Regions from separate parts of the Mus musculus genome. Here region 1 is linked to region 2. The links are chromatin contacts, called in public Micro-C maps. All regions are on one chromosome and are shown on one strand. Each heading gives the region's core, a stretch centred on a gene start, on an enhancer-like site or on the middle of the called end of the contact. The rest is flanking DNA. Distances are from core to core; before and after follow the strand shown. Region 1 holds the start of Tsen15 (tRNA splicing endonuclease subunit 15). Region 2 holds the start of 1700025G04Rik (RIKEN cDNA 1700025G04 gene).

Evidence for each region. A called contact is a pair of places that touch in the nucleus more often than the background predicts.
Region 1: a Micro-C map of embryonic stem cells shows a contact between it and region 2, with 1.8 times the contacts expected there. The contact joins the promoter of Tsen15 here to the promoter of 1700025G04Rik in region 2. A contact is called at or near these places in 3 of 39 promoter capture datasets (the 3T3-L1 cell line, hippocampal neurons and neural stem cells), 13 of 484 Hi-C or Micro-C datasets (adipose-derived mesenchymal stem cells, cerebellar granule neurons, cerebellum and 8 more), 8 of 115 datasets of contacts at active chromatin or transcription factors (embryonic basal ganglia, embryonic forebrain, embryonic hindbrain and 5 more) and 3 of 9 other capture datasets (liver, macrophages and pancreatic islet).

Annotation. Positions count from the first base shown.
Region 1 is chr1:152,383,406-152,389,043 of GRCm38.p6, forward strand. It overlaps Tsen15 (tRNA splicing endonuclease subunit 15), which reads right to left and starts at 3,277. Exons shown (of 5, transcript NM_025677.3): 1 at 3,054-3,277; 2 at 294-375. The coding sequence starts at 3,179.
Region 2 is chr1:152,085,547-152,091,986 of GRCm38.p6, forward strand. 1700025G04Rik (RIKEN cDNA 1700025G04 gene) reads right to left here and starts at 4,774. Exons shown (of 6, transcript NM_197990.3): 1 at 4,386-4,774.

The DNA.
Region 1 (5,638 bases), core at 2,027-4,526, 300 kb after region 2:
GCATCAAGAATGGACATATGCACTCATTCAAAAGCAAAGATAAGCATTCTAAACTTCTAATACTCAGCTGAACAAACTGCACTCGTAATATTACCTCCTCTCTTTGTTTTTCTAATCTTTTCCATGACCTAGTAAGTCCCAATGTAAATCAATAAAGAAATGTAAAATTAACTGGCAAAATTAATAATAAATGAAAAGATGTTTGCTTATTATATGTGAACAACCCTACATAACAACCCAATGCCCCAACCTCCCACACCCCAATAGCAAACCAATATAAACAAGCAACTTACTCTCCATGAGATCCAGGTAAACCAAGAATGCTATATAAACTTGGGTGGCATCTCCTATATCTAATTCCATCATTTCTAAATACTGAAAATCAAAACGGAATTGTTAAATAGAGAAGAAAATAATGGCTCAATATTTTCTTTCATTTAACAAATATTCACTAAATATATGCATATAAAATATATATACATATATGGACATAAACCATCTTCTGGATATAATGGAAGTTAAAAGAATGTAAGGTCTTATCTCTGCCTCTAAAAAAAGAAATCTACAATTGTTAAATACATCCATGCAGTCTCCCTTCATGCAAGAAAAACACTATCTTATCAATCACCAAAATCTAAGGATATTCAGGTCCCTTATATAAAATGCAAGAATATTTATATATAATCTGTGTAGTCTTTAAACCATCTATAGGTTATTTTAAGTGCTACATAATGTTTAGAAATAATAATAAAAGTCTGCACATGTACAATGTAAAGGATATTTTTTTCAAATGTTTTCAATTAAAAATTATTTAGCAAATCCTCCATTCTGGAGGACTAGCTATACTTAAAGCTGGTAGGTAAATGACAATTATTAAAAGCATGAGTTATAAAACAATAACAGACTAGGTCAGAGGAAGTATTCTCAGGGCATGAACTGGTGATCTTTTCATGACAGAATAGATGCAGTCAGCCTTGCAGGACTTGAGTGTATGGAGAAGCGCAATGGTCCAGTGGGAGAAATTATGGCAACCAAGAATAAGCTACAGAAAGTCAAGTCTATAAAGAATCATTGCCACCAGGAGCAGAAAAAAATTTAGATTTTCATTGGGCTACGTTATGGGATGCCTCAATTTCTCTGGCATCTAATTTGCATATAGAAAAAAATCTGCTAAATTCTGAACACCTCCTGCTCTTGAGTGGGAGTTATTTGAGCTTTAAAGAAGCAAATTACTTCTTTCAGACTTGCTAGCTGTAATAGGAAAATCCCAGGAATCTACCCCTGCAGGGAGGCCCTGGGCATCCACACACAGTGGGGCAGGTGTGGTAAGGCCCTGGCCCTGGGCATCCACACAGTGGGGCAGGTGTGGTAAGGCCCTGGGCATCCACACAGTGGGGCAGGTGTGGTAAGGCCCTGGGCATCCACACACAGTGGGGCAGGTATGGCTGATCAGATATTCCAGAACCTTGAGAGGGCAGACCTAATTGGCTGCATGATAAATGTGCAGGTTCAAAAGAAGGACTTTACGTGCCCCAGATCTCAAAAAGTGCTTGACAGTGGTACTGAGACATCACTTTGTGTTAGGCTACAAGGTCTAATTTGTTGTTCCTGGAAGAAAAAAAAAAAATCAGGAAGATTTGGTGGTTTATACAGCCATTAAGTTCAATGGGAAAAGAATCTGCAAGTAAGAAAACTGTCTAGAGGCAACATCAAACCTAGATGGAGTTTCAATGGGTTACTAATACTTATATAGTACTTTTTATGTCAGACACCTTATAAACATTACCCTATGAGGTTAAGTACTACCATTATCCCTATTTTTTAATGAAGAGAGGTAAATATACCGAGACACGTCAAAAAATTGAAACAGAACTGCGATGAAGTCAAACAAGTCAAAGTTTACCAACTTTGAAACAGAAATAAGATTCAAACTTGGGAAGTCTGAACTGGCCTCCATGTTCCTAGTCACTGTTGATGTCTTCTCTGTTTCTCTCTACATCCTCCCCTGTCGTTATGGTAACTAGTGACATTCCCACGCTATTGTTTATGGAGTCGATGATGGGAAATCAAAGAAAACACCAAGCATAGATGGGCGTGATGGCTCACACCTTTAATCCCAGCACTCGGGAGGCAGAGGCAGGCGGATTTCTGAGTTCTAGACCACCCTGGTCTACAAGGTGAGTTCCAGGACAGCCAGGGCTATACAGAGAAACCCTGTCTCGAAAAACCAAAACCAAAACAAACAAACAAAAACAAAAAATAAAAAAACCCACCAAGCTTCATGAAGTGCTGAAAGGTTCCTTTTTTAAGATTTGTATTTACAAATATTCGCTTTCCTTGATTGTTTTAACACACTTATCCGACTCAATAACTCTCAAAGGGGGGAGTTGCCATTTTATTAATGAACCAGTCCTGGAGGTCTCTGTACAGCCTTCATTCATTATCAGCAGACTGCTTGTGGCTTAACGGATACAAAGTTATCAATTTCCCAAGCAGAAGCAAGCAGAAGGTTATCCTTATTTTCCTTGAGGCCAACACAGAAAATACAATGTCAATAGTTCTCTGGCCTGTACAAGAACTTACTCAAGCTTTCCAAGAAAGAAGAAAAATTAGGATTCTGTCCCCATACAGAATCAAGATGCACACTTTGGGCCTAAGGCTAAGTGTAATACGACTGTGCCTAAATACATTATTTGCGGACTCCTAGATCTCAGCCGTAGTCCACAAACTGTTTCTGATCGGTTAGCTGTGGACTCAGCCCATCTCAGAAAGGACTACATAGTTAGGAAAACAGGTATTAATGGAGGGCTCATCAGCGGCCTCTGGGTTAAGAGTGGCCTTGGCAGCATGACAGGAATGGTGTTAATCTATACTATATAACTCATATAAACAAACAAAAATGACACTGCGGGCGACCAGTGGCCTTGCACTCGGGGGTCCCCCCCTACCCCACGCCGCGAGGCTGGCGTGCGTCCTCCGCCGAGACGCGGGCCGGAGAGGGAGCGCGGTGCCGAGGGCCGGGTCGGCGCCCTGCTGGCCTCGCGCCTCCTGACCTTAGGGTGTGTGCCCATCCAGGCGTCCTCCGGAGCCCATGTGTGGGCGCCGCCGCCATCGCGAACGGGAGCCGGGCCAGGCCCGCTACATCCCGGGGTAGGTTTGGAATCGCTGCGCTCCTCCATGCCGCCCGCGCAGAAAGCCGTGGTGCACCGCAAACCCCGCTCGGCCAGAAGCAGACGGTCCAGCGCGCGGGAGTTCCGCTTCCCGCCGCGCACACTGGGCGGAGAGTTGGCCGGGCCACGCCCTCTGACTAGGGACCGGCACCAGCGCGGATGAGCTCCGCCCCCTCCACCTTCCCTCTTCACCACCTCCAGTCTGGGCAGGTTGTAGGGTAGAGAAAGTTAACTAATAACCTGAATTCAGAATTCTTCAGCCCTTCATAAACCCGTGCTCTCTAGCTTGAGAAATGAAGGATTCTTAACCCGTCTTTGCCTTCAATTCCTGGGAGCAGAAAAAGACCCCATTCAATGCCCTGCTGTCGAAGTTTAAAATTAAAACACAGTTGTAAAGCAAGTCCATCTTTCAAGATTAGAAAAAAACATGAAGTGTTGAACGGGTACTGAGAACTAACGTAAACAAATGACTTAAAAAGCCAAAGATGTGACCCTTCAGACTGATGGGTAGGACATGGCAAGTGGGTTTGGATTTACCCTGAGTAAGAAAGGAGCCAGTGGAGGTTCCTGGTATTAAGAGGAGTGGTTACAAAGCCACTATATTAACCAAGACCAAAAAGGCTTCCAAAATTAAAAAAGTACCAGGCAAAAGAAAACTTGTGATTCAAAACGCAGTAGATTAAGAATCTTGTGTTGAACCAGGCAGTGGTGGCCCACGCCTTTAATCCCAGCACTTGGGAGGCAGAGGCAGGTGGATTTCTGAATTCGAGGCCAGCCTGGTCTACAGAGAGAGTTCCAGAACAGCCAGGGCTTCACAGAGAAATCCTGTCTCGAAAAACCAAAAAAAAAAAAAAAAAAAAAAAAAAAAGAATCTTGTGTTGAAACAAAACTTTGATGAGACCATTACATCCATCAGCAATGAAATACAACAAACCATATTTTTAATGGATGGAAATCTCAAGGGTCAAATCTCAAAAATGAAAATTTTTTTTAAAATCCAAATAGGTATTCTGTAGTTCAAGATTACAGTTTTGGAAATAAAGATTTCCAGTGGGTGATTTTTGACAACCAAAATGGAATTTGGGGGGAAGAGCAGGTGAAGTTGCAGATAGATCAAGAGAAATCACTACAGATGAACAAAGAGTGAGATGTTATTTTCATAAGTGTGAGGGTGGCAGGGGGCAAAGTGCCAGGCTTAGTGGTGAATGATCATGATCTCAGTATTCAGGAGGCTGAAATGGGAGGATTGTGATGTTGAGCCCAGCTGAGTCTACAGAGTGAGTTCTAGATCAGCCTGGACTATAGATCAAAACCTGTCACAGTAAACGAACACGCAGAGAATGAACAACGCCTTAAGGAGTTGCCCCATGTTAGTGAACTAATAGGAGAAGGAGGTAGAAAACACTGAAGAAATGATGGCCAATTTTTTTCACAATTTCAATGAAATAAATTTGCCATTACAAAATGATAAAAAAAGTACCAATTAAACGAGACATGAGTTCCCATTGTTGAAGAAAAGAAAAAGAGAAAACCTTAAATATATCAGAAAACTAACTACGAGCAAACTCCACCTACAAAGATTCATATGAAATCATTATTTTTGCCTCCATAAAACAGCTGTTGACACATTCTCCCAAAAGCAAATACTACTAAAATTAGGAGGCTCCCTGAAGCAGCAAACACTGACACTAATTCAAGAGATCAGAAATGAAGAAACTCTCCTCTCTGGCTCCTAGAGCTTAAATCGGTCAAAGAGTTAATAGCATTTGGTTGCTAAACTGAGAATGGAGATCCTGGAACTCAGGAGGGAGATCTGAGAGTAGATTCTATGTGAACAACACTCCAACATCTGCAAGGGAAGATTTTCTTTTTTTTTTTTTCTTTTTTCTTTTGATTGGCTATTTTATTTATTTTATATTTCAACTGTTATCCCCTTTACTGGTTTCCCCTCCTATCCCATCCCGCTCCCACTGCTTCTATGAGGATTACCCATCCACTCTCGACTCCTTGCAATGGCATTCCCCTATACTGGGGCATCAAGGCTTCACAGGACTAAGGGCCTCTCTTCCCATTGATGCCAGACAAGGCTATTCTCTGCTACATATGCAGTCATGGGTCCCTCCATGTGTACTCTTTGGTTTGTGGTTTAGTTCTTGGAAGCTCTGGTTGGGGGGGGGGTGTCTAGTTGGTTGATATTGTTGTTCTTCCTATGGGGTTGCAAACCCCTTCAGCTCCTTCAGTCCTTTCTCTAACTCCTCCATTGGGGTCTCTGTGCTCAGTCCAGTGGTTGGCTGTGAGCATCTGCCTCTACCTTAACAAGGTAGAGCAAGGGCTGGAGGGGTGCTCAACACTGACTTTTCTTCCAGAGGTCCTGTGTTCAATCCCTAGCAACAACATGGTGGCTCACAACCATCTGTAATAAGATCTGATGCCTTTTCTGTTGTGTCTGAAGACAGCTACAGTGTACT
Region 2 (6,440 bases), core at 3,524-6,023:
CAAAAACCCCACCCTGAGGCATCAGACACTGCTCTTAATAAACTAGCGCACAGATTTATTAAAAACTATGTCTGCATCTAATGTATTTCTCCAAGGTCTTAAACACATTACAGACCTTAACTAATTAAGTTAATTCCTTCAGTTTGATCACTATTTGAGTGACTTCCAAGTGCAAAGTAGTCCGCCGTGCCAGCTGCCATAGGGGTTTCTGAGACAAGCAAGACAGCCCTGCCTTCCCAGAGCTTGGTCAGTGGCTTGAATTCAGGCTGGGAAAGCTGCACTCCTTCCCAAGTGTAAGGCACAGCACAACTTACGACCAAGGAAATACAGTCTTCCAGTGACACATTTGTAGGAAAGTCAGGGCTTGTATTAGTACCTGGCAACTGCAGACACTGCTATGCTGCGTCTCCATGTTTATCCTATCCCAGTTTACCCCCAAACACCCCCATCATAATTGCATAACCGCAGCATGTTACGTTGTTTCTTACTGCAACTGTAACTTATAAAATTAAACTTCAGAGCTGAGACAGTCAGGCTAAATGACTGCATACATTAAAAATATGTATGCGTATAATTTACACACCACTTCAGATAGGCTCTTGAATTATGAGCCCTAAAAGTCAAAACTGTCACTGTTTTTTTAAATGCAGTTTTACTATTGCAGTTCTTCTTGCACAAAAGGCGTGTGCGTGTGTGTGTGTGTGTGTGTGTATATGTGTGTGTGTGTGTGTGTGTGCGCGTACTGTCTGTTGCAATCTGCTTTTCAGAATTTATCAAGAACCTATCTAAATACGATTTACTCCCCCCACACTATGGAGTGAAGCTCAAAGCACCATGACATAGCTTAAAATAAATGTACTTACTAAAAACATATTAGTAACATAAAATTATTTCTACTTGGGTCAGTGACGTGGCTCATCAGATAAGGGTGCCAGCTACCAAGACTGACAACCTGAGTCTGACCCCCAGGACCCACAAGGTGAAGGAAGAAAACTCCTGCAAGGTGCCCTCTGCCCTCTGCATACATATGTACATGTGTTCCAGTACACACGAATATACTATAAATTAAAAGCAAAGGAGGATCAGAGACGCCCTGAACACTCACCATGAACACTGTGTGGGGTCTTCATACCTGTATCATCTCTCATAGCCCTCCATGCACGGTGGGGTGCAGCCTATCCTATAATCATTTCCAAAATAGTATTTTTGAAGTGCTGTGCTTTTTCATGAAACCGAGTCTAGCCCCTCCATTATCAGAGTGAGTCCTTACTTACGAGATGTTGGGGTCGCTTTACACAGTCAATACGATCCTGAAGAGTTAGAGGCAAATCAACTTTTACATAAAAACCACTTTCACATTAAATTGCATTGTAAGAGCAAATGTGCCAAGTCTCTCCTCTGGCTGACAATGGGCAGGGTGCTGCTCAGAAGGCTTGCTGAAAGACCCCCGTTCATTCCCATGCACAGCCTCAAACCCAAAACTCTGCTGAGTTTAGGTTTCAAGAGTTTAGCCATGAGGAGAGGTGGAATTAAACAGTTTAAACCACTACCCACAGCCTGAGACATCAGCCACACAGCAGGAGGAAAATTACATTCCTGACACACAAAGCGATGCCACGCCCCCTTTAGACTCAATTCTAACAACCCAAAGGAGAAAGCAAGGCATTGTATTATAAGATAGCATGAGCTGGGCATTAACCCACAGTCTTCTGTCAGTGTCCAGCCAGAATTACCAAAGGCTCCCCTTTGAGCCATCTTCAAAGTAGTACCTGAAGAAAACTTTGAAGGATAGGAAATCCCCCTTACCTTTTTATTTAAACATGCCTGTCACTAAAGGTGTTTACATGGCTATTGACACACTTAGGTTCCTCCGTATAAACGTCTCCTGCATTCTTTGGACTTAAGGGAAGCACAGGGGCACAGCTTTTGACAACTTCTCTGATAAGGAATATGCAGTAGAAGTGGCCACACAAGAGCCGAGAGCAAGCCATTTTTCAGATACAACGTTGAGCAGAGCTTGCTCAATGCCAACCCAACACAATACTAAAAAATGCCTCCAGCCTGGACATGGTACAAGGTGTGAACCATCTTCATCCTCAGTACCACATGTCAATCAGTCACACAGCACCCCTGAATGGGGATGCTCTTCATCGCATCTGTGACTCCTTGAGACATTTAAGTCTCTCCTTTTGAGAGAGAGAGAACACAAGAGCCTCAGGTGTTATCCTCAAAAACTTTGTCCACCTCCTTTAAGATAGGATCTCATTAAAACAGTTTGTACAGTGCCCTATCACTGTCCAAGAGATCCATACAAAATGATTAAGGGAGGTAGGCTGGGGAAGAGGTAACAAGAAAACAAAATTGTCAGTTTTTTTTTTTTTCAACTTGGAGTGGAAACTTTTAACCCTGAAAAAGGAAGAAGCTAAGAAGAAGCTGGGATCCTTCTAGAATGAACTTCTCCCTGCTGAAGGATGTGGATTCTCTCTACCAACCACACAGTCAGTGGAGGGAGGGCAAGTGGGGTCTATGTTCCAAATTTGATGGGGTGTAAAGAGAGTTTATATTCCAAGTGAGCTGCAAGCTAAAGGCCAGAGGCACCTCAGCCCTCTTGAGACATCCTCCCATCTAAGGGGTCCAGAGCACTTGTGTTTCTGTGCTTGAAACCTAGCTCGCACAGTACCACCCACTAGAACGCTGAGCGCCTGATCTCGGAAGTACTAGTGCCAGCATTTAATGGCTTTAAATGTGCCGGGCTGTTCCATCCCAGGGACCCTTCCTACTTGTTAAGTAGGGGGACAAAAACAGATGATGGAGTCCAGATGAATTTCCAAATCCCATCAATTGGATTGCTAAAAACACTGCACATACTCAGTTAACCATATAACTCTGCTCCATAAGTACAAAGGTGGGGGTGGGGGTGTAGAAACCCCCAAACTCTGCATCTTGGACTTAACAGACCCTTCTTAAATATCACCTAATCTTCCTTCCCCCCCCCCCATCGGAACTGAAGTAGTCCAGGCCCACCCATGTTTGCTTCCTCCTGGTACATCCCAGTTCCACCAAACTCAAAGGTTATTCTCATTAGGTAGAATGTGAACAGCATCGCCTTGAATTGGAAGGTGTTTCTTATAACCGTTTGTGTAATGAGCTTGTCAGCTCCTCACACGTCTAAAAGAGAAATTAAAAAAAAAAAAAAGTTCAGGGGATCTGTGGCCAAGCGGCCCCCTCCCAATGTCTGAGTCAGAGGAGCTTCACAGAGGAGCTTCACTGAGGTTCTGGTTGGTCAGGGTGTATCACTTTCAGAGCTGCAGAGCAACTGAACTTATGGCTGTCTTCCAGCCACACAGAGCATAAGCTCTATTTTAAAACACTCTTCCGAACTCACAGGCGATGAAGGTATCTCCTAGGTTGTCAGCTTCCGACTGGAAACAAATCACTTCCCTCTCAAACTGTGCTTGCTCCCTCAAGATTACTGCGTGTTTGGGTGTGTATATTTTTATCTTGGGCCAAGCAACTCCACAGGCAAAGATAGGCACCCCCCAAATGTTATCAACATGCCTGAGCCATTCAGAGCCTTCGCAAGAGGAATGAATGGGCGATGAAAGCTCTTCGGCCTAAGGACTTCTCCCACACACACATGACAGAGGGGTATAAAAAATATCTCTCTCTGGAGGGAGGGGGCAGGGCGGATGATAGGGAAGGACATTAAGCAGCAAAGGCAGCCCAGCCGCCGCGGCACTTCTCGAACTGCCTGCAGAGGTGGAAAGGAATCTGCTCATGTAATACAACCAAGCACCCTCCGGCTGCCGCGCAAGGGCACGAATAATAAATACACCCAGGAAGACAAGCAGATGTACAGAAAACAAGCCACCCCAAAAAGGTCAAAACTTCAGAAATCTCGGGGATCATATCCCCCACACAAACGCATCCATCAGTGGGAACGAGGGAAGGGACTTGGAGACTTAGCCAAAGATTCTAAATTTGGGTGTCTTTTTTTTTCCTTCCCAGCTCCTGCTTGCAAAGTAACAGTGGCTACAGGCAAAGCTAGAGAAGAGCAGGAAGGCTGAGGGCGGCGCGGGGTGCGGGTGGGAAGGGAGGGGTGTCTCACACCAGCCACCCAGGCCTCGATGTGACGAAAGTCGTCAGCAGCCCTAACCGCATCCCAACCCCTCCACCCTGCAAGCAGACGCCCCCCTCCAACTCCCCCAGCCTGGCTCCGGTCCCTTGCAGCGAGCAGCCCCAGCAGCCCCGCAGCGGCAGCCCCAGCCAGAGAAGAGCGCCGGCAGCACCGGGATCGCGGCTCCCATCCCTTCGGCAGACACCCCGCAGGCCTCCCTCCTCGCCCACCCGGGATGCCCAGCGCGCCGGAGGTGGCCCCCGCTTACCTTGGGCGCTCGCGGGGGGGGGCTGAAGGTGGCAAGCCCCCCGCCCCCCGCCCCTGGCCTCCTCGCCTCTTCTCTTCCTCCCTCCTCCACGTCCTCCTCTTCCTCCTCCCTACAGTGTGGCCGGGGCTCCCCCTCCTCCCCGCCGCCTGGAGTAAAAGCCGAAAACCCCGGAGCCGGGCCCGCGTGCGTGCGTGCGGGAAGGCGGCGCGCGGCCAGCTCTCTCCAGTCACTGAGCGCGGCGCGCGGCTCGCGGCAACTAAAGTGTGAAAGAAGCGGTGGCCGCGGCGGCCGCGCCACGGAACGGCCCCCCGGGAGTGGGCAGGGAGCGAGCGGGAGCTGGCAGACTCGGAGCGAGGAGGGAGGGGACCTCCGCGCCCAGGCGCTCACTCGAGGGGCGGGGGCAGCCAGACACTCCCCCGCCGCCCGTCCCCTCCCCTGCCCGGCTCCCGCGCGCGGCCCGCTCTCCTCCCCCGGGGCGGGGCCTGCGGAGGCCGCCGGGCGCGGCGCTCGGGGAAGAGGGGCTGGGCAGCCAGGGCTGCGGGGAGGGAGAAGGGTGGGCTCGCTTGTGTCTGTCTGTCGGCCTGTGTGTGCGTGCGTGCGTGCGTGTGTGTGCTGTAGGGAAAAGAGGAGCGAGCTTAGTGTGTGCATGCACACGCGTGCTGCAGGGAGGGCGAGTTGTGTGTGTGCGTGTGTGTGTGTGTGTGTGTGTGTGTGTGTGGTGTGTGCTCTGCAGGAAGGGCGGACTGTGGGTCTGTGTGGCGGGTGTGTGTGGTGTGTGTGTGTGTGATTTCGCGCGCACCCGTGCAAACTGGAGGACAGACCCAGATAGGAAGGCTGTATCCTGCCTGGCCTTCCAGGGACCTGTCACTTGGTTGATGGTGTGGGTGCCGACAGAGGCTTCACTAGGATTGAGGCAGGAACCGGGAGAGGAGAAGTCTGTCAGGCAGATCGACAGCTCTGGGACGCACAGAGGGGTTGTGGCTGCTTGGAGCTAACTCGGGAAGGCTGCACAGCCTCGCCCTACCCCTCCCTGGCCGCCGGGAAGAGCCAGCCGCAGCCAAGGCCGGGAGACCCACCTCTGAGCGTCTCCACCTTGTCTCCCAGCTGCAGCGCCTGCAAGATGAAAGAAGGAAGACGCTTCTGCGACTTAGAAAAAGCTGAAACCTGCCGAGGAAAGATGCGGATGCCCTGCTCTGCTTTCCCCACCCTCCCAAGCCTCTGTGGACAGAAGGGGCGAGGCCGCGCCAGCTGAGAGATTGATAAAGGACCTAAAAAGATCGTCCCTGGCCAGAGGGCCAGTTCTTTGTGGACCCCCACAGGGCAACCAGTTTCCTTCACTTTAGGAAGGCATATTTTTTTCCTCATCCCAGGCATACTGGGCCTTTCGTGTGCACACTGAATTGATCTTTCTACACTGATAGCCTTTGCGGCTCTTTTGTGCCTCTTCTGCGCGCTTCACTGCTCCTTCATTGCCTTAGACTCCTGAGGAATGCCAGGCCCCCAGAGCGAGGACACCCATGGAAACAATGGTGGTAAAAGATCCTCCCCAGACCTCACCGATTACACACACACACAGCAGAATCACTTCCCACATTCAGCCAGGATGAAGTTGGAAGACAGAAAAAGACACAGCTGTGACAGTAATATGACACTTAATTGAAAAGCAAATTCATAAGTTGGCTTAATGAAATAAGCTAAAAACCCACCCATTAAGTGTCTGGAAAGTTGGCCTCTTCATTTTTAAATTCAATTCTTTTTGTTGCTGTTGTTGGTTTTTGTTTTGTTTTGTTTGTTTTCGAGACAGGGTTTCTCTGTATAACCCTGGCTGTCCTGGAACTCACTCTGGAGACCAGGTTGGCCTCAAACTCAGAAATCCCCCTGCCTCTGCCTCCCAGTCCTGGGATTAAAGGCGTGCACCACCACCCCAGGTCTTAAATTCTTTTCCCTCTCTTTTTCAACATCAAAGGCTAATATTACATTGTTCGTGAAACTCAACTGGATTGCCTTTTTCTTTTATAACGTACCTATATTTTAGTTTATTTTTCTTTCTGTAAT